Regions from separate parts of the Mus musculus genome. Here region 1 is linked to region 2. The links are chromatin contacts, called in public promoter capture Hi-C maps. All regions are on one chromosome and are shown on one strand. Each heading gives the region's core, a stretch centred on a gene start, on an enhancer-like site or on the middle of the called end of the contact. The rest is flanking DNA. Distances are from core to core; before and after follow the strand shown.

Region 1 (5,154 bases), core at 1,368-3,867, 200 kb after region 2:
GTCTTCAAGCTCACTATGTAGATCACTTTGAACTCACAGAGATCCACCTACCTATGCCTCCCAGGTACTAGGATTAAGTGTGCCACCACCTCCAGTAAGAACAAAAATTCTTGGGGCTGGAGAGATGGCTCAGTGGTTAAGAGCACTGGCTGCACTTCCAGAGGTCCTGAGTTCAGTTTCCAGCAACCACACGGTGGCTCACAACCATCTGTAGTGGGATCTGATGCCCTCTTCTGGTGTGTCTGAAGAATGCAATAGTGTAGTCATTATACATAAAATAAATAAATAAATCTTTAAAAAAATAGAACAAAGGTTCTTAACTGTGAAGCCATTTCTCCAGCTCTTCTCTGATTTATTCTTTAAAAAGAGAAAGAGAGAGAGAGAAAGGAAGGAAGGAAGGAAGGAAGGAAGGAAGGAAGGGGGAAAGGAAGGAAGAAAGAAAGGAAGGAAGAAGGAAGAGAGAGAGAGAAAGAAAGAGAAAGAAAGAAAGAAAGAAAGAAAGAAAGGAAGGAAGGAAGGAAGGAAGGAAGGAAGGAAGGAAGAGAAACAATTCAGTTGTGTATATATTAGGGGAAGCTGGCCGCTGCCAAGCTGCTCGTGGAGGCCTGAGGACAACGTGTAGGAGGACTCTGGTCTTCCAGAAATGAGTGTTTGTCAGATTTGGCGGCAAGCATCTTTACCTATCCTATTTTCAGAAGGTGCCATTCAGGCAGGTCCTGGGGGCCAGGAGTACAACATCTTCCTCAGCCGATCCAAGAGAAAGACCTAGAAATCTGAGTACCTCCTCCAGACAGCCTGCTCTCATCAGTTTTGGCGTGGAGGCTCATTCACACTCAGCGTTTGTCAAGGGTTTGGGTCTTAGGAATCCCCCAACTTCGGTCTCCCGATTCTTTCTACTGTAGAGCATATGACCACTGTGTGGCAGGTCCTGGAAAGAGCAGGCTCTGTGCCCAGTGAAAGAAACCGGATTTTGCTCTCTGTTGCTGTAGCAACCACATCTCCCTGAGCGTTTTCTCATTGGCTACTAAAGTTGACACCTTGTCTATGCCACCAGAAGGAACCAATCAAAAACAGTGCGTGAGACCAAGCTGGGTGCGGGTCTGCACCCTCAAGCCAGCTGTAATATGTGGATGTCAGTAGGGCCCTGGAGCTGGGAGGGCAGGGGTGGGGGGAAGCTTGGGGGGGGCGACATCTCTTCCCACGCTGAGCGGGGTGCAGGGAGTGGGTAGGAGGGTGGATTTCTTCTAGACAATCCAGATGGATACTGAGGCCGTGGTTGCAAGGTTGGAGAGTCCGAGGCCAGATGAGGAGGGAGTGTAAAGGAAGGTGATAAGGGCCTTTCTTCTTCTTCTTCTTCTTCTTCTTCTTCTTCTTCTTCTTCTTCTTCTTCTTCTTCTTCTTCTTCTTCTTCTTCTTCTTCTTCTCCTTCTCCTTCTCCTTCTCCTTCTCCTTCTCCTTCTCCTTCTCCTTCTCCTCCTCCTCCTCCTCCTCCTCCTCCTCCTCCTCCTCCTCCTCCTCCTTCTCCTTCTTCTCCTCCCCTCCTCCTCCTCCTCCTCCTCCTCCTCCTCCTCCTCCTCCTCCTCCTCCTCCTCCTCCTTCTTCTTCTGATTTTTCGAGACAGGGTTTCTCTGTGTAGCCCTGGCTGTCCTGGAACTCACTTTGTAGACCAGGCTGGCCTCGAACTCAGAAATCAGCCTACCTCTGCCTCCCAAGTGATGGGATTAAAGGCATGCCGGGCTGATGATAAGGGTTTTACCACCCTGGGTGACTGGTTCGAATCCTTATCCCCTTGTCGTTTCATGACTTCATACAGTGACCTATTGTCTCTGTTTCTCAGGGGCGAAGGAGGAGTCAACACCTCTTACTTTATTTTAATCCTCAGAATAAACATCCTAAGAACGTTTTGTTTTGTTTTTCAAGACAGGGTTTCTCTGTATGGCCCTGGCTGTCCTGGAACTCACTTTTTAGACCAGGCTGGCCTCGAACTCAGAAATCTGCCTGCCTCTGCCTCCCGAGTGCTGGGATTAAAGGTGTGTGCCACCACGCCTGGCCTAAGAATGTTATTTTGTTTGTTTTGTGTGCGTGTGCGTGTGGGAGAGGGGGAGAGAGAGAGAGAGAGAGAGAGAGAGAGAGAGAGAGAGAGTTGGTTGGTTGGTTGGTTTCGTTTTTTTGAGACAGGGTTTCCCTTGTGTATCCCTGAACTCTCTGTATAGACCAGGCTGACCTTGAACTCATAGAGATCCGCCTGCCTCTGCCTCCTGAATGCTGGAGATTAAAGGCATGTACCACCACTGCCTGGCTCAAAGAATTTTTGTTTTTTTAACTCTCTCAACTGGACCCAGCAATAGAGGAGTGGAACCTTCACCCCATTGTACAGACGAAGACACTGAGGCTCAAGGTGAGCCCAATACCCAGGCAGTAGTCCATGGGTATCTGGGGAAAGGAATAAGAAATGCCATTCCCAGCTCCACCCACCCTGACCTCAGTCGGCCTGCCAGGAAGGGCAGTTCGTGCCAAGACTGGTGGTTTCCTTTAGTCAAACTGCGTCAGACTCTCTCTGGGGGGTTAACCGACAGGAACTGGTAGCTCAGCCTTGTGAAAGATCAAAAAGGGGACACCAGGCTTCTGGGCACAGTTGAAGCTGTCCTTCAGCCCATACGTGTGCTCTGTGGGAGAGGCTGCTTGGGGTGAGCCCTGGACTTGATATTGAACAGGACCTTTCTGTGAACTTCACTTGCCTTAGCTGTAACTAAGGCTGATTTTTTTTGTGGGACATGAGTGGCTCATGTCTATAATCCCAGCACTTGGGAGGCACAAGAAGGGAAGGATTGCCACAAGTTCAAGTCTGTCCACACCTACATAGCAAGTTCCTGGACAGTTAGGAACACATAGGAAGGCTGTCTCACAAAACGGAGGGGGGAAGTAAGGATTATGAAGATTAACTCCGAGGGCCAGGGGTATAGCTTGTTGGTGGAATGCTTGTCTAGCACATTCGTGACCCTGGATCCCATCCCCAGCACGATTAATTAGTTAGGTAATTAACAACTTGGTAGTTCCATTGGTAGAGTGTGCTTGTCTAACATTTATGAATTCAAATCCAATGCCCAAATTCGAACCCTAGCACTCAAGAGATGAAGAAAAGAACAGAAACTCAAGGGCATCCTTGGCTACAAAGAGTTTGTGGTCAGCCTGGACTACATAAGACCCTGTTTTGCTGGGCAGTGGTGACACACACCCTTAACTCCAATACTCAGCAGACAGAGGCAGGTAGATCTCTGAGTTTGAGTTTGGAGCCAAACTGCTCTACAGAGCGAGTTCCAGGACAGCCAAGGCTACACAGAGAAGCCCTGTCTCAATCATTAGCATCATCACCAACACCAACACGCACAGGCTTCTTGGTGTGGCCTGTGCTGGTCAAAAGTCAGGAAGGATGCTTTCCTGGACCTCAACCAAACCAAAGAAACTTCCACCCAGAGGTCTTTGGGCCTCACTTCCTGGGGCCGGTTCTCCTTAGTAAACAAGGAGGCCTCAGCATGCCACAGGCTGGAAGGTTCAGTGCTGGGGGAGGGGGGGTTGTTTGTTTGTTTTTGTTTTTGTTTTTGTTTTGAAACAGGGTTTCTTTGTGTAGCCCTGGCTGTCCTGGAACTCACTCTGTAGACCAGGCTGGCCTTGAACTCAGAAATCCATCTGCCTTTGCCTCTCAAGTGCTGGGATTAAAGGCGTGCGCCACCACTGCCCGGCTCAGTGCTAGGTTCTGATCAACCTTTTTGCCAAATAGTCATTCCTTTCTCCAGTAAAGGAAAAAGGAAAAAAGAAGAGAAGTGGAGAGGAGAGGAGAGGAGAGGAGAGGAGAGGAGAGGAGAGGAGAGGAGAGGAGAGGAGAGGAGAGGAGAGGAGAGGAGAGGAGAGGAGAGGAGAGGAGAGGAGAGGAGAGAAAAAAAGAAAACCCGGACACGCCCACTTTGCAGACTGCAGTTCAGAGAAGTTGACAGTGCACCAGCAGGGTTGCTCAGGATTGCTCTACAGTATGTGCTGCAAATGCCTGACTCAGCTGGCTCAGGGACAGAGGGACCTCTGGAACTTTCTCAGCAGGGCATCCTTAAATCCTGAACAGACCCATTTGTCAAGTTGGAGCCAGGATGGTGTGCTGGCTATCTAACCCCAGCGCCCTACTGGTTCACTTTGTCCTTAATGGGGGCTGGCCTGGCACCAAGCCCCTGGGGGCAGAGGTCACCTTTCCTGACCTCCAGTCCCCAGCTCTTCCCTTCTGTGCCCAGCATGGTCCTCACCTCTGCTGCTCTGCTGCAGTTCCTCTTGTGGGAGGGCACTGCAGCCTTCCGGAGCTAAGTTAGTGCCTACAGCCTTGGGGGGCTATCCCACACTTAGCCAGAGTTAGAGCTACCCCGGTGGCCTTGCCGCTGTGTCTTAGCTTCTAAGCAGAAGAGTAAATCTTCCATGTCTCCAGCTGCTTTCTTCTCTCTAAAGCAAGCAGGATTTCTACAGCAGCCAGCTACTATGCTTGTGCAGGGCCCCTAGGAAGTCCCTTAAATGCCTTTATTTCTCAAAAGTCTATCATTAGATAAGTAGGACTAAATTGTTCCTACATCAACATCACAGATTTATTCTTGCTATATAATCTAGGCTGGCCTCTAAACAACCTATATAGCCCAGGCTGGTCTTGAACCTAAGTGATCCTCCTGCTGTAGTTCCCTACATGCCTACCTAGAATAGTGGATGTTATTCTTTGACATTACACATTACAGAATTCTTTCTTCTTTTTTCCCCCCAGAGCTGAGGATTGAACCCAGGGTGGAGCCCTTGCTAAGCACGCTCTACCACAAAGCTAAATCCCCAACCCCACATTACAGAAATCTTGAGAGCAGGTTTTGTTATCATAAACATGGTTTATTGTTTAACCATGCGTCCTGCATTTATATTCAAAGCCCCCCCATGAGCTTGTGTGTGTGTGTGTGTGTGTGTGTGTGTGTGTGTGTGTGTGTGTGTGATATGATATTACTAGCCCTCAAAATCTCCTCATGGATTATCTCATTTAACTCTTATAGCTCCTGGGACAGATTTTATTTTCCTTGTCTTATAGAGCAGGAAACTGAGGCCTGGGAAGGGTAGGACGCTTGCCAGATGTCAGGAAGTCTA
Region 2 (4,668 bases), core at 939-3,438:
TAGTCTTTCAAGACAGGGTTTCTTTATGTAGTCCTGACTGTCCTGGAAATTGCTCTGTAGACCAGGCTGGTCTTGAACTCACAGAGGTATGCCTGCCTCAGCCTCCAGAGTGCTGGGATCAAAGGTGTGCCTAACCACACTTGGCTATGGGTCTTCTTAATGCTTAACATTATCATAGATGGGGCTGGAAAGATGGCTCAGTGGTTAAGAGCAGTTGACTGCTCTTCCAGAGGTCCCATATTCAATTCCCAGCAACCACATGGTGGCTCACAATTATCTGTAATGGGGTCTGATGCCCTCTTCTGGTGTGTCTGAAGATGGCTACAGTATAGTCACATATATAAATTTTTAAAAAGAAATTTTTTTAAACTCATTATCATAGATATACTGAATTTGTGATATTTCTGGTTTGCTATGTCAAAGCAAACCACTAAAGCAGAAAATAACGGGACAATAATATTTGTGGAGGAACATACAATTCCCAGAAAGGAAATAGTTGTGGACAGCCTAAACTATGACCACAGCCTCAGGGCACTGCCACTTTACCTCAGAAAAGTTTAAGTTTGGCTATAATAACGCTCGTGATGTCAGACACTGGACTCTGTGTTTCAGCAACACTCAGAAGGGTTGTTTCTTAGATAACTTGAAACAGTCAAAATCAAATCAACATTTATTAAGCTGCTTCCATTTATAGCCCCGCCTTCTCTGTAGCAGATGACAAGGACTCCTGCATCGCAGTGACACTAAAGCTACCAGTGTGATTTATGAATTTGTAACTCCTGATGCTATAAAACCTAACTGAGCTCTGTCAGGAATAGTTCTTATTCTTCCCTACCTAGGCTCACAGGAAGAGCTGTCTCCCCTCCCTCTCTTCAGGGACGCTCATTGTGCGTGTCACTCCCCAAGAGTCTGTCTCATTCTTTCTCACGTCTCTGTTCTGTTGGGTCTTTGTTTTTTCTTTTAAGTAACATAAATATGGTAAGAATTCTTCTGTCTATAATTTAATAATCATAGCCACAATTTATTAATGCCAAGTTTTTTAGTATTTTAGTTTTTTAAAATCAGAAAATATACAGTCTATAAAAGCAAAAATTACAAAGTATATACAAATATATCTAATAAGTAAAACCAAAAATTTTACTGAATACTTCTTTATGAAGAAAAGACTAGGCCTGGCTCCATGAGTCAAGGCCCTTGCTACCAAGCCCGTGACCTGAGTTTGATCTCTGGAACCTCAACCCAAATGTTGGAAGAGAGAATCAACTTCCTCTAGTCATTCTCAGATCTCCATATGCATGCACATACAAGCGCGCGTGCATATGCACACACACACACACAGAGAGGGAGAGAAAGGGAGGGAGGGAGGGAGAGAGAGAGAGAGAGAGAACATGGAGAAAGACTGTGTGATAAACTACATTTTTTCAAGTTGTAAACTTTTAGGAACCTTCTCTCTTCTCCTGAGTTCAGGAGTTTGCATCATTTTGCAAGAGACCACCTCTCCCAAGAGCTCTCTCGTGTCTCCCGGGTGTGCTGGGACGCAGCCGTATGTCCTTCCCGAGCAGCCGTATGTCCTTCCCGAGCAGCCGTGTTTTACTATGAGGAAGTTCTTTCTTACTTGGCCACAATATCATGTTTAGCTTTTATCCACACCCTTGCTTCTGCTTTTCACATGTGATGTCCAGATTTTGTTTAAACTGCTTTTCTACATAACAAAATATATATGCAGGGTGCCACAAATGGATTGGATTTTTTAATCTGTGTTTTATTTTTCCTTATTTTAAATGATCCTCTTTCCTCCACTTCCTGAATGCTGAGAGTATATGTATTCCATGGCCCAATACAGCATAGATCTTTATAATAATTGCTTCCTTTCATTTTGGGGAAAGTTTAGAAAACTCAGCAGCGTACTTGTTTAGACTTTGCATTTTCAAACTGGCAGTGCAAGCCATTAATTTTGATCTTAGGACATTGCCTCCCCAGGGACAGTGTAACTCATCATTATCTGTCACTGTAATGGGTCCTGATAGCTGTCTAGTTACTCAGTCTTCTGCGTTAACCTCTGTGAAGGTGAGGATGGTGGAAGTTTTGCCTTGGACCAGATGTCCCAGCCTGGCCTTCCCCTCAAGGAAGCCTTGGGGAAACCCTGCTTATGCCACAAGGCAGGCAGAAGTCAACAGGCTCAGAGGCATCTGGGTCATGTGCAGCTGGACGAAGTTCCCCTGCCCCCAAGGGAGGAACGGTTTTCACCCCACCCAGGACAGAGGCCTCTTATTGACATCCCGTCACTGGCCGCTTTCTTCTCAGGCTAGGCCAGAAGCTGATCTGCTTCCCTTGCTGTGGTCTGCTGTCTGCTTGTCAGCCATTATACACAGCTGGGTGGTTACTTGGCAGTGCCCGGCCTAGAGGGACTACCTAATGACCAGGCACTTTCAGCTTGTTAGATGGGCGAGTTCCGTATGCTGCTGCTGGAATGGAGGCGTTTGTAAATGGGAGTTCAGGAGTTTGCACGATTTTTGAAAGAGACCACCTCTCCCAAGAGCTCTCTTGTCTCTCCCGGGTGTGGTGTTCAGGCCAGTAAGAACATAGGGATTTAGCGGTTCCTGGCCTTTTGATCCTGCAGCAGCAGCAGTAGCAGCAGCAGCAGCAGCAGCAGCAGCAGCAGCAGCAGCAGCAGCAGCAGCAGCAGCAGCAGCAGCAGCAGGATAGAGGCGCCTTTCCTCCCCTTGGCCGCCTTTCACAGTAGTGGGCAGGAGAGTGAGCTCTTCTGCTTCTCTCATCTGGATCTAGCATTCATCACGAGACGTGATTATTTCATCTTGCTGTTTTAATGTTAGCCCTCCCCACGTCCCACGTGGATGCTAAGGACTGAACTTAGGACCAAGCGAGAACTCTGTAATCAAACTATTTCCCTCCAACCTAATGATACATGTGATGCAGAGGAGACAGGCTCCAGGCCGTTTAACCGTTCAAGTTTCCTGTGGTTGGATTCTATTGACACTTTAAGTGCTGTTCAGCTCCTTCAGTCCCTGTATCATTTGAGTATTGGTTTGACTCTGAAGTTTGATAAGACGTGGGTGTGGTCCCAATAGCCACACTAGTTGTGGTACTATTTCCTGTTCTCCTCCTCTTCTTCCTCCTTTTCCTCTTCCTTCTCTTTTGTTTTACATTTATTTATATTTATGTGTATTTAAATTTATTTCTTTGTGTATGAGTGTCTGCCTGCATGTATGTATGTGCACCACATGTGTGCAGTGCCTGTGGAGGCCACAAGAGAGTACCAGGTCCCTGGAACTTGAGTTACAGTTGTAAGCTAGCATGTAGTGGGTAGGAATGGAAGCTGGGCTCTCTGAAAGAGCAGGAAGTGCTCTTAACCACAGAGCCATCTCTCCAGCCATTATTTTTCCTTTTAGCTATGTGTCTTAGTCAGGGTTTCTATTCCTGCACAAACATCATGACCAAGAAGCAAGTTGGGGAGGAAAGGGTTTATTCGGCTTACACTTCCATGCTGCTGTTCATCACCAAAGGAAGTCAGGACTGGAACTCAAGCAGGTCAGGGAGCAGGAGCTGATGCAGAGGCCATGGAGGGATGTTCTTTACTGGCTTGCCTCACCTGGCTTGCTCAGCCTGCTCTCTTATAAAACCCAAGACTACCAGCCCAGAGATGGTCCCACCCACACGGGGCCTTTCCCCCTTGATCACTAATTGAGGAAATGCCTTACAGTTGGATCTCATGGAGGCATTTCCTCAACTGAACCTTCTTTATCTGTGATAACTCCAGCTGTGTCAAGTTGACACAAAACTAGCCAGTACACTATGGATAGTCAAAATCTAGATCTTTCCATCCATTGGGATTGCAAAATGATGATGATGTAATTTCTTTTCCACCCCCATCCTTCCTTTTCCTTTTTTGACCAGGTGTCTAGCCTGGGCTACCTTTAGCTCCCTGTGAAGCTGAGGGTAACCTTGAGTTTCTGATCCTTGTGCCTCCACTTCCAGGTGCTGAGATTAGAGGCAGGTTTCACCATACCTGGACTCTTTCATTTGTTATTTTGAGTATTTTATAGAGAAACCATCCCTCATCTGTTTAGTTATAAGTCCTTTCTGGCTGCCTGTTAGTGTAGTTCACATAGGAAAAATAGCCCCTGAGTTTGAACCAGTTATACGCAGCAGTTTTATGGAAGGTGTTTCTTAACATAAAGATGCTTAAGAAAAGTTGATAAATGACAATGAATTATTACAGTTTTCTTAGTAAATCTTTGAACATCCCCATGTCCCTCAGAGAAGCCTATCACTGCCTCCAAACATTGCTCTCTTGGATTCTGTGTCCTGAATTCCTTCTGCAATGACTTGGTGAAATCACCAAGTGACGAGAAGGAAGAGGCAGTCAGCGTGGAGCAGTCGGCAGACTGCAGTGCTAAGCTAGAAAAGGCAGCATGTATGTACTGAGCTACCATCATGTTTATACTAAATTCTGCCAATGTGCGGCTCTACTACATCTGTTACTTTTCTGGACCTATTGTTTCAGAATAAAAGTCTGTGACCACCCAGAGCCATTAGTTCATGTTAACAAGACAGCAGCCGAGTGGTAAGGAAGGCACTCAGGGAGGCAGATCTCGGCGTTCAAAGCTGACCAGGGATATAGCATAGGACCCTGCCTCAAAAAAAAAA

The links. Capture Hi-C pulls out chosen DNA fragments and counts their contacts.
Region 1: a contact with region 2 is called in a promoter capture Hi-C map of adipose tissue. The contact joins two enhancer-like sites. A contact is called at or near these places in 1 of 115 datasets of contacts at active chromatin or transcription factors (pancreatic cancer cells) and 1 of 9 other capture datasets (adipose tissue).

Annotation. Positions count from the first base shown.
Region 1 is chr10:59,930,169-59,935,322 of GRCm38.p6, forward strand. No RefSeq gene overlaps it. Among named protein-coding and RNA genes, the nearest start is that of Ddit4, 19 kb to the right of the region's middle. Within about 2 kb of position 2,618, at least 136 of the 459 cell types and tissues checked have an H3K27ac peak or open chromatin away from gene starts, as enhancers often do. A contact at or near this core is called in adipose tissue, where this site is marked.
Region 2 is chr10:59,734,018-59,738,685 of GRCm38.p6, forward strand. All of the region lies in intron 3 of Micu1 (mitochondrial calcium uptake 1), which reads left to right. Among named protein-coding and RNA genes, the nearest start is that of Micu1, 34 kb to the left of the region's middle. Within about 2 kb of position 2,189, at least 33 of the 459 cell types and tissues checked have an H3K27ac peak or open chromatin away from gene starts, as enhancers often do. A contact at or near this core is called in adipose tissue, where this site is marked.